Regions from separate parts of the Sus scrofa genome. Here region 2 is linked to region 1. The links are chromatin contacts, called in public HiChIP or PLAC-seq maps. All regions are on one chromosome and are shown on one strand. Each heading gives the region's core, a stretch centred on a gene start, on an enhancer-like site or on the middle of the called end of the contact. The rest is flanking DNA. Distances are from core to core; before and after follow the strand shown. Region 1 overlaps LOC102158075 (a long non-coding RNA gene). Region 2 overlaps PDE7B (cAMP-specific 3',5'-cyclic phosphodiesterase 7B).

Region 1 (4,436 bases), core at 434-2,933:
CCACCCCACCCCCCAACCCCCACTCACTTCCCATCAAAGAAACAAACCAGTGTGATTATGACAAGAGGCATAACTATGAAATAGAAATGTTTCATGGTTCATTGTCCTTAAGGGATAATTGATGTCCTGCAAATTAATTGGGCAAGAGAAAAATATTTCAGGCCTTTAAATAGAATAAATGCAAGAATGGAAGTGCCATCTTGGACCTGTCCAAGTGATCAAAGGAAGGTCAATGTACTTAAGACATTTATTCCACAATAATAAGGGATAATAGGTAGGTGGTATAACCTTCCAAAAACACACTTTTGTTTTAGTCATAGAGTTTTTTTTTTCAAAGTCTTCATCTATAGAGAAGGACATTGAGGCCAAAAGCATTAAAAACTTGCCTAATATTATTTGATACATTTGTATCTTCACAGTGACCAGCTCTCCAGTCTCCAGGACCCAGTCTGGGCTCTCTCAACCCATCACAACTTCCCCCATCACAGGGAGATGGAGGAAAAGGAGGTGAACAACGACAACAGAATTCACAGGAGCCCGTTTTAATATGCGTTCCTAAAACTCTCACTTTGAAATCAGGTTGAAAAAGGCTAAAGCTGGAAATCTTACGAAATAAAGCTTGTGCTAAAAACCATGAAACGGTCCACACAGCATGTGGTATGGGTGAAATGCTCAAAGAACGGCAGAATTGAACAAAATAATTTTTTTCCTGTCCAACTGATTATCACCAGTGTTAACAATTTGTGGGGTTAGGGATTCCCAGGCAGCAGGCAGGTATCATTAAAGGAAAAGAAATCCACGTCTGTGATATTTTACCTTCCATCTGCCTTTTTTTTTCTTTCTTTTCAGGGCCACACCCATGGCACATGGAAGTTTCCAGGCCAGAAGTCAAATCAGAGCTGTAGCTGCCAGCAACAGCCATAGCCACAGCAATACCAGATCTGAGCCTCATCTGCAACATAAACCACAGCTCATGGCAACACTGGATCCTTAACCCACTGATCAAAGCCGGAGATTGAACCCTCATCTTCATGGAAACTAGTCAGATTTGTTACCACTGCCCCACCACAGGAACTCCCCTGTTTACTTTTTTAATGACTAAATTTCGTTGTAATACTCAGTTTGAATAGAAAATAACGGGTAAGTCCCATGTATATCTTAAAGAAATAAAGAAAAACAGAAGTGTTTATGATATAATTCTTCAGTAGTTTTGTCAAAACTAACCTGCTTTTGATCGAAGTAGACAAGACTATTTTATCTCCATCCAAAGTTTTATTCTATCATCTGTTAAAACTAATTTTTCGAATCTTAGATCCAAACACCTATCTATCCAGGCCCTATCAATCACTAAACCCATGGATGATTTTAAAGTCTTGGGACTGGGGCACTAACACTTTCATCAGAAATTCTGTACTTGAAATGAGTATTTTGCTTCCAAAATTCATCCCAGCTAATGCACCCAGTGTAGCCATTGCTCAAAAATATTTTTTGGAATCCATCTTCAGGAAATGCCTTCACAACTAGATTACAGCAATCTCTGCAAGAAAACCACTTGAATGATTTGAAGTCGTACGTCATTTGTGACCAGTCGTGATTTCATTGAGCTTGCTCATCCACTCATTCATCAGGTTTGGCACTTGTCTCCTTCCAGAAATCAAATTCATCCTCAGAGGAGAAATAGATACTCTTGCTGAAGTAGTTTTCCAAAGACTCTGAGGCAATTCTTGGGCAGGCTCTTCTGGGATGCATACAGGGACACAGAGCCAGCAGAAAGTGGGAAGAAATCTGGGTGGCCAGAGACGTGTTCACTGGGGTCCACGTGTGGTCCGGGGTGTTAACCACGTGCCCAACGCTGGTGGTCCTGTGAGGGCCAAAGGCCTTACCATCCTGTGTTGGTTCAGGCAGTCAGTGGTTCCAGCCTGACCTACTGGCCAAGAGTCCTGGACTTAGTGAGATCTTTCCCTCCAAACATGGACCACAAAGACTGAAGGCCACATCCCCGGCCTCAGGAGCTCTGATTTAAACGCTAGCTCTGAAATCATCTGGCTACTTGCATTTGAGCAATTTACTTGCATTACTTTTTATGCTTTTGCATAAAATCTGTTGCTAAGAAACAGATGTAACTTTAAGTAAATGAGTTTATATCAAGTCATTTTCTATCACATTTGTCACAGGGTCTCCTAGTTATACGCACATGCTCTGAGGTCGGCAAACCTGGGTTCAGTCCCAGCTCTTCCACTCAATTCTCTGAGCTCCATTGTCATCTATAAAATGGGGATAAAAATCTTTCTCTCTTTTTTAAACAAAACCAGCCTTTTTAAATTTTTTATAGTTGATTTATAGTGTTGTGCCAATTTCTGCCATACAGCAGTGACCCAGTCATACATATATATATGTGTGTATATATATATACACACACACATACATACATATATATATATATTCTTTTTTCATACTCTCTTCCATCATGTTCTATTCCACAAGATTGGATACGTCCCCTGTGATGTACAGTAGGACCTCACTGCTTATCCATTCTAAAGCAACAGTTTGCATCTCCCTATACATCCCACTCCCTCCCTCTTGCCTCTTGGCAACCACAAGTTTGTTCTCTCTGGCTCTTGAAAGGTTGTGGATTAGATGAGAGAACCTGTATCCTAAGCATCATTCTTAACACATTAAACTGTTCACTAATTGCTGATATGACTGCACTTTGGATAAAGGAGGAAATGAGATGAATTAAACCCAGTTTCTATCTTCACCTTGTTCGAAAGTGCCCAGTGGAGTTGGAGCGAGACAGACTGGAAAGCAAATAGAACTGCAACAAATCCAGCAGCAAAGAAAACACCCAGTTGTTGGGAAGTGGTCATACTCCTGGAGGGCTTAGGGGAGAAGGAGAGTCAGAAAAGACTCTAAGAAAAATGCTCTTTAAGCTGTGTCTTAAAAGATAAGGAAGAATCCCCAAGGGGCAAAAACAGCAAATGCCATAGAGTTACATACACTAGCATAGTGCTTTGGAGTCCAAAATTTACTCGTTGTCTTTGGAGATCAGATGAGGTGGTGGCGTTATCCATTGGGAGGGGCTGGTTTATCATGCAAGAACTCAGATTCTGGAACCCAGAGTTTGAAACCTAGCTTAGCAGCTTACTAGTAGCATGACCTAAGGTACTAAACCGCTCTACTCCTCGGTTTCCTCATCTGTAAAAAGGGAGTATGACTTAACAAATTAACACTCACAAAGGGTCTAGTGCAGAGATCAACACGAACTAAGTGTTCAACCAATTTAGCCACCATGACTGATGATCATCATTGACCACAGGCAGCAGGACCATGGAAGGCAGAAGACATGACCTGGTTTCCAGAAGAAGGGCTGGCAAGAGCAGGCATAGCACAGGTTCTCTGGCCACCAGCTGTTTAGGGCAGAATCTGACCATAAGGGGGGAATTCAAGGGTCGTTAGTGGGGGACCAGGCAGGAATCTAGCCAAAGGCTGAAATGATATGGGACAGAGTGCCATCCCACTCAGGGGACTCTCCATACCATAATTCCAAGCCACAGCAGGTGGATCTGAAATCGCTGCTACCCCTCTCTGGATTAGCTTTTGACACAGCTTATCACAACTGGAGGCAGATGATGGGCTAACACAAAAGGGGCGGGGGAGGAGGAGAGGGTGATCTTTTAAACAATTACAATATCTTTGGAAACACAAATTTGCAAGTAGAAGTTATGGTATACATATTAAAAATTCTACCAGTTTTTACTGGAAGAAAAGCAAAAACTATAATCTGTTATTGTTCTATTCTAATAATTTAACATAATTCTAGTATAACAAGACATGCTTTTCTCTAGTGGTAAAATGAATAGCTGTACTCACACTGAAGAACTTAAAAGAATCTCACCGTGATCTTTAACAATTAAGCAATACTCTCTCTTGCCTTATCCTTGAATTATACAGAATTTTTTTGTTGGTAAAAGAGTTGAATTGTAAAGATACACACACTCCAATGTTCACAGCAGCTCAACTTACAATAGCCAAGACATGGAAGCAAACAAAATGTCTGTTGACAGATCAACAGATAAAGATAAGGTCACACACACACACGAATATCACTTAGCCATTGAAAAAGAATAAAATAATGCCATTTGCAGCAACATGGATGGACCTAGAGATTATTATACTAAGTGAAATAAGTTAGGCAAAGACAAATATCACATGATATCACTTATATGTGCAGTCTAAAAACATAATACAAATAAACTTTTTTATAAAACAGAAAGAGACTCACAGACATAGAAAGTGGTTACCAAAGGGGGAAAAGACTGGGGAGGGATAATTTGGGAGTTTGAGATTACAGTTACATTCTCCTATATGTAAGGTAGGTAAACGACAAGGATCTACTGTATAGCAGAGGGAACTATATTCAATATTTTGTAATAACC
Region 2 (4,925 bases), core at 1,255-3,754, 150 kb before region 1:
GAATATTAAATTGACAAAGAAATCTACGTCCCCCCTCCCCTGTCAACTCTTTCTAAACATACATATTAGGCTATAGGCAATTTAAAATATATTTTCCCTGTATTTTAAAGAATCAAAGCCTAAAAAAAAGAAGCAAAACTTAAAACCAATTTGAAGAAGCAGCTATGTATACTCAAAATCAGGCGATAACATAACATACTGATATGACACAGAAGAGATCAATTAGAAATGGATTGTGTCCTCAGCTTCCAAATGAACAGCAGAAGAAGTACATCACATTTGAATTCCTTTGGATTAGAATTGATAGGCTAAGCCAAATTATGCATAATTTCACAATGATATCCAGGTAGAATATTTATTAAGCTTTATTAATATCCACTCAGTTTAACTTCAGACCTATATTTTTCACATTGTATGTGATTATATTAATATGCGGTCTCAGATACTAATGCTGGCATAATCAAATCTCATGACTAACAGTATTGCTTGAAGAAAAAAATTTCACGTGAACTCTAAACTCCTTTATTTTAAAAGGTCAATAATTGATCCAGCTAGAATAGCATTTTAGGCATTCATTTATGCCATATTTTTGTATACTTTAGCAAAGAAAAAAATAAAACACTGATCACTTAGAATGGTGCTCTGACTTTTAAAAACTTTAAAGCATATTGACTTTTTCATTATCTTCAAACTGAAAATACTGTATTACTTGAACACTGATGACTCCAATCAAAAAAATTTCCAGTCAAGGAAAACAAATTATTTGGGCTGACGTAGGAACCAAACCCAAACTCCTGTCCAAAATGAACAATTGAAATTCCTGTTGAGGTTTGAAAAAGTCTCCACCACCCCCTCAAGTGTCCTACTTTTCATGCAGCTCAGCACTTCCCAACCAAGCCAGAATGAGGAGCCCTGAGATCCCTGTGGTCGACCATTTCCCAAGTATTCCAAACCCACGCCTGGACCAAGAAGCTCCAGGAATCTCATCAGAAGCCTTGACCCCAGGAGGTTTCTAGTTAGATTTCCAAACCAGAGAGGTTTGGAAAAGATCGCCTTGAACCTTCGACCCACTCATGGCTTACCCATCGCTATTTCAGTTTCAAGCACTCACCTAGGAGTACTAATTCCTTTCACTATAGCTGCATGGTTAATGTGCCATTTGCACCGTAAGAAACTTGGCCGGGGACAGTCAACATGATTCAGTTTAACAACCAATAAATATATTGAAAATAACCAATGAAAACAGAATTACAGAGGCTCTTTTGTAGCTGAGCTGCCATGGTCTCTGCAGCCAACCTCCACCTTCACCTCAGCATTTCTCAGAGTTTAGCATCACTAAAGCATCAGAAAGGTTGGACAGAAGCAAAAGTAAAATAGATGCCGGGGCAGAGTTGGGGAGTAGGGGGAGATTCACACATATACGTATAAAATCAAGTCGAATTCCAGAGTCTTAGGGATTTTATTTTCAAAGTGCTAGAGTAAGAAACAGAGTTAGTGTTCCTCCCACAGAAACACCAAAAAATGATGTTTCTCTGGGCCTCAGTTTTCTCATCAGAAAAATGATGTTCAGAATACATCAGTTTAATATTTGAAGATTCAATAAGATGAGTTTGTGACAGCGCACAGCACAGTAAGCACTAAATAGGTATCAGTGTCTTTCCATTGACATTTTTGATCAATTCAGTCACTCAGCAAATACTGAGCATCTATTATTCAGTAAGTGCTATAATTGGTCCTAAACATACATTGGCAAACACGACTAACAGTTCCTGTCCTCGCCGAAGCCACAGTTTAAGGAGGGAAACAGAAAATAAGGAAAGAGAGAGGGTGGAAGAGAGACAGGGAAGAGACAGATGGAACTTGTCATCAGCGCTATGAAGGGGCTGAAGAAGAGTCAGTGACAGGAAATAGCCGGAGAGGAGGGCGCTGATTAAATAGCTCAAAGCATTTGCTGACACTTGAATGCTGTTCCTTTATTTTTCTGTTGATCTTAAGAAAGGAAAAAATGTCTTCCAATAACTGTATTTTGCCTTAATTGGTTTTAGCATAAGTTTCATGGTGCCACGTTACCGTTTGGAAAGACTGTGACCAACTGGTAGGACAGGGTGTTTCAGACAGAGGCTAGACCACTTCAGACTTTTCTGGACGTAGATAGTCTGGCTAGCTTTCATTTTGTCATTACATGTCTGCCTTGGAGAAAGGTCACAGGAGAAGAACTGACAGAGTGATGCTAGTGATATTTGGAATCCTGACTTTCTTGATCCTTTTCACTTAAGCTGTAGACGAGCATGCTCAGTGGAAACTGGCCTGGTTGCCATGGCCGATAATGTCTTGACAACAGACGTGGGTCAGGTGTCTGTTTTGGATCTTCAGGCTTGTCAGCAGCTCTTGCTAAAGCTGGTCATGTGGTTTTTCTTGGCTCACCTGTGCATTCTGATAGGAACAGCTAATAGCCAACCCCTCAGAGCACCCTTCTCTTTCTGGAGAAGCTCCAGGGAGCAGTGCTGCTTGTGGCTGCTCTAGTCTGAGAGCTCTACTTCTTCTGTCGCTTTGGCCTGCTCTCCTGGTTCAAGTGTGTTGATGGACTCTCTGAAGTGGCAATGTCAGCAGGGGTGGCTGCACTTAAACCTGGCTTTCATTTCACAGTCCAAGTCACTGTTACCCATTCTTGGCCCGCCGTATCACACACCTTGGGCTACAACAGAGGACTTCCATCCGAATGATGATAAGGAGAGTGTACATAGCTCAACACATGTTACACAGTGCCTCTCTGTACCAGGCACTGTGAGAGGTCTTGGGGTAATCTGTAGTAAAGACACACTCCCTTTTTGTGTAAAGAGTGTGACTGGGTTAAATAAAGGTGAAATTTTCTTTCCTGAGTCACAAAATTAAGGATCTCTGTATAATTTTGCTAGGGCTGCTATAACAGACTGGGTAGCTTAAGCCATAGATAGCAATGTGTTTTCTCACCATGCTGGAGGCTAAAAGTCTCAGGTGTCTGCAGGATTGGTTTCTTCTGAGTTCTCTCTCCTTGACTGGCAGATGGCCATCCTCCTCACATGGTCAACTCTCTTTGCTTGTCTGTGTCCAAATTTCCTCTTCTTATCAGGACACCAGTTTTACTGGATTAGGGCTCACCCTAAGGTCCTTACTTTTAACTACCCTTTTAAAGACCCTATCTCCGGAGTTCCCATTGTGCTTAGTGGTAACAAACCTGACTAGCATCCATAAGGACAAGGGTTCGATCCCTGGCCTCACTCAGTGGGTTAAGGATCCAGTGTTACCATGAGCTGTGGTGGAGGTCACTGACGCAGCTCAGATCTGGTGTTGCTGTTCCAATTCAACCCCTAGACTGGGAACCTCCATATGCCACAGGTGTGGCCCTAGAAAGCAAAAAATAATAATAATAATAACAACAACAACAAAAAAAAACCCTATCTCCAAATACTATCATATCCTAAGGTCCTGGGAGGTAGGATTTTAACATGTAAATTTGGGTGGTGGCACAATTCAGCTGATTATAGCATCTTTATAGCCACATAGAGTTTAAATCTAGAAACATATCACCAAAATGTATTAAAGTGGCCATGGATAATGATAATTTATATCTTTCTAACTGAGAACCTCAACATATTTTATAAAAAACTTGTTATGAAAATAAAATGCAAATAGGAAAAAAATGAAATTTCATCAGAAATTCCATATCTGAATCAAATGAAAAATTTTACTTCCCACATGCTACCCAGTAGACCTAATTCTTTGGAGTAGAATTCATTCCCACCCCATTCCAATAACAAAAGGAATTTGGGAAAACTAGATTTCTTTCCCCTACATGAGATCATTTGGTTGCTAACTCTAATGAGGGGAAAGTTCTGAAACAGCTTTACAAAATCAAAGACTTTGATTGACATTTTTGTCAATAAATAAAATGTTTTCAAGCCACAGTCTCTCTGTGTCTGTCTGCGCCTCAGACGCTCCTCCCCTGAGTTGCTTGTCTTTAGCCACAGCAAAAGCATATTTTAGGCTCTTTTGAGTTTGAATTGTTCAAAGCATTAAAGGACTAAAGGCATCAGAAAATTATCTTGGTTCTCTGACAGCTGCAATATTGTGTGAATTATTACCAGTGTACTAGGATTACAAAGCGTTAGGCAAAGTGAAAGCCCTCATCACACGCAAAAAAAAAAGCGGATTGAACAGTTGATGACTTCTCCTTCTTGTACATAATAAATGAGATATTTTAGAGCTGGCACAATAGCTGTGACACACTCATGACCATGATGCTTCTCATTCTCCCCCTCCTTTTAACAAAGATGAGAGCTGTGCCATCTCTCCACCAGCTGTATGGGGCTTTGTGTGTTCTAATTTGCAGTGGCACCATTTTATCATTTGACAACCTAATTCTGGGTAAAGTGTGGTTGCAGATTGCAATTCAGACTACCTACAATACATGTGGCTTGATGGCCTTCTTCTCTCCCTAACTGCCCCTTCCCTTTCATCCTTTTCCTTTTCTTGGAGGCCCTCTTGTTGGCATAATCTCTGGGAATGGTACCCATTGTTGAGAAGAGTTACTTGGGTTACATAACAAACCCTCAAGGACAGACAGTAGCTCAAGAAGAGGCAGCACTGGCCAGAGGCAGAGAAAGGAAACTTTAGCCCTAACTACACCACCAATTTATCTAGGATTTTGATTATGTATCTTACATTCTGTGTCTCAATTTCTGCATCTATGCAGGGATAACATGTTTTGTCTTTACTTTTTAAAAGACAGATAAGTGTGGTAGAGTGAATATACCTGTTTATCCCCAAATCCCATAATGGGGCAACAATTTAAAAAAATGAATAAGCCCGTAAAGAAAACAAGTATAAAAGGAGGCACCAATAAGCAAGAGCTGTATTTAGAAAATTAAAAGGGGATGTGAGGGAGA

The links. HiChIP or PLAC-seq counts read pairs in DNA pulled down with a chosen protein or histone mark.
Region 2: a contact with region 1 is called in an H3K27ac HiChIP or PLAC-seq map of skeletal muscle. The contact joins two enhancer-like sites. A contact is called at or near these places in 5 of 47 Hi-C or Micro-C datasets (embryonic fibroblasts, heart right ventricle, psoas muscle and 1 more) and 1 of 2 datasets of contacts at active chromatin or transcription factors (skeletal muscle).

What each region holds. Positions count from the first base shown.
Region 1 is chr1:27,931,293-27,935,728 of Sscrofa11.1, reverse strand. LOC102158075 (a long non-coding RNA gene) reads left to right here. Exons shown (of 2, transcript XR_297933.3): 2 at 420-639. It also overlaps a transcript of MTFR2 not described here. Among named protein-coding and RNA genes, the nearest start is that of MTFR2, 25 kb to the right of the region's middle. Within about 2 kb of position 1,683, at least 3 of the 83 cell types and tissues checked have an H3K27ac peak or open chromatin away from gene starts, as enhancers often do. A contact at or near this core is called in skeletal muscle, where this site is marked.
Region 2 is chr1:28,079,935-28,084,859 of Sscrofa11.1, reverse strand. The region is part of intron 3 of PDE7B (cAMP-specific 3',5'-cyclic phosphodiesterase 7B); the gene reads left to right. Among named protein-coding and RNA genes, the nearest start is that of MTFR2, 170 kb to the right of the region's middle. Within about 2 kb of position 2,504, at least 10 of the 83 cell types and tissues checked have an H3K27ac peak or open chromatin away from gene starts, as enhancers often do. A contact at or near this core is called in skeletal muscle, where this site is marked.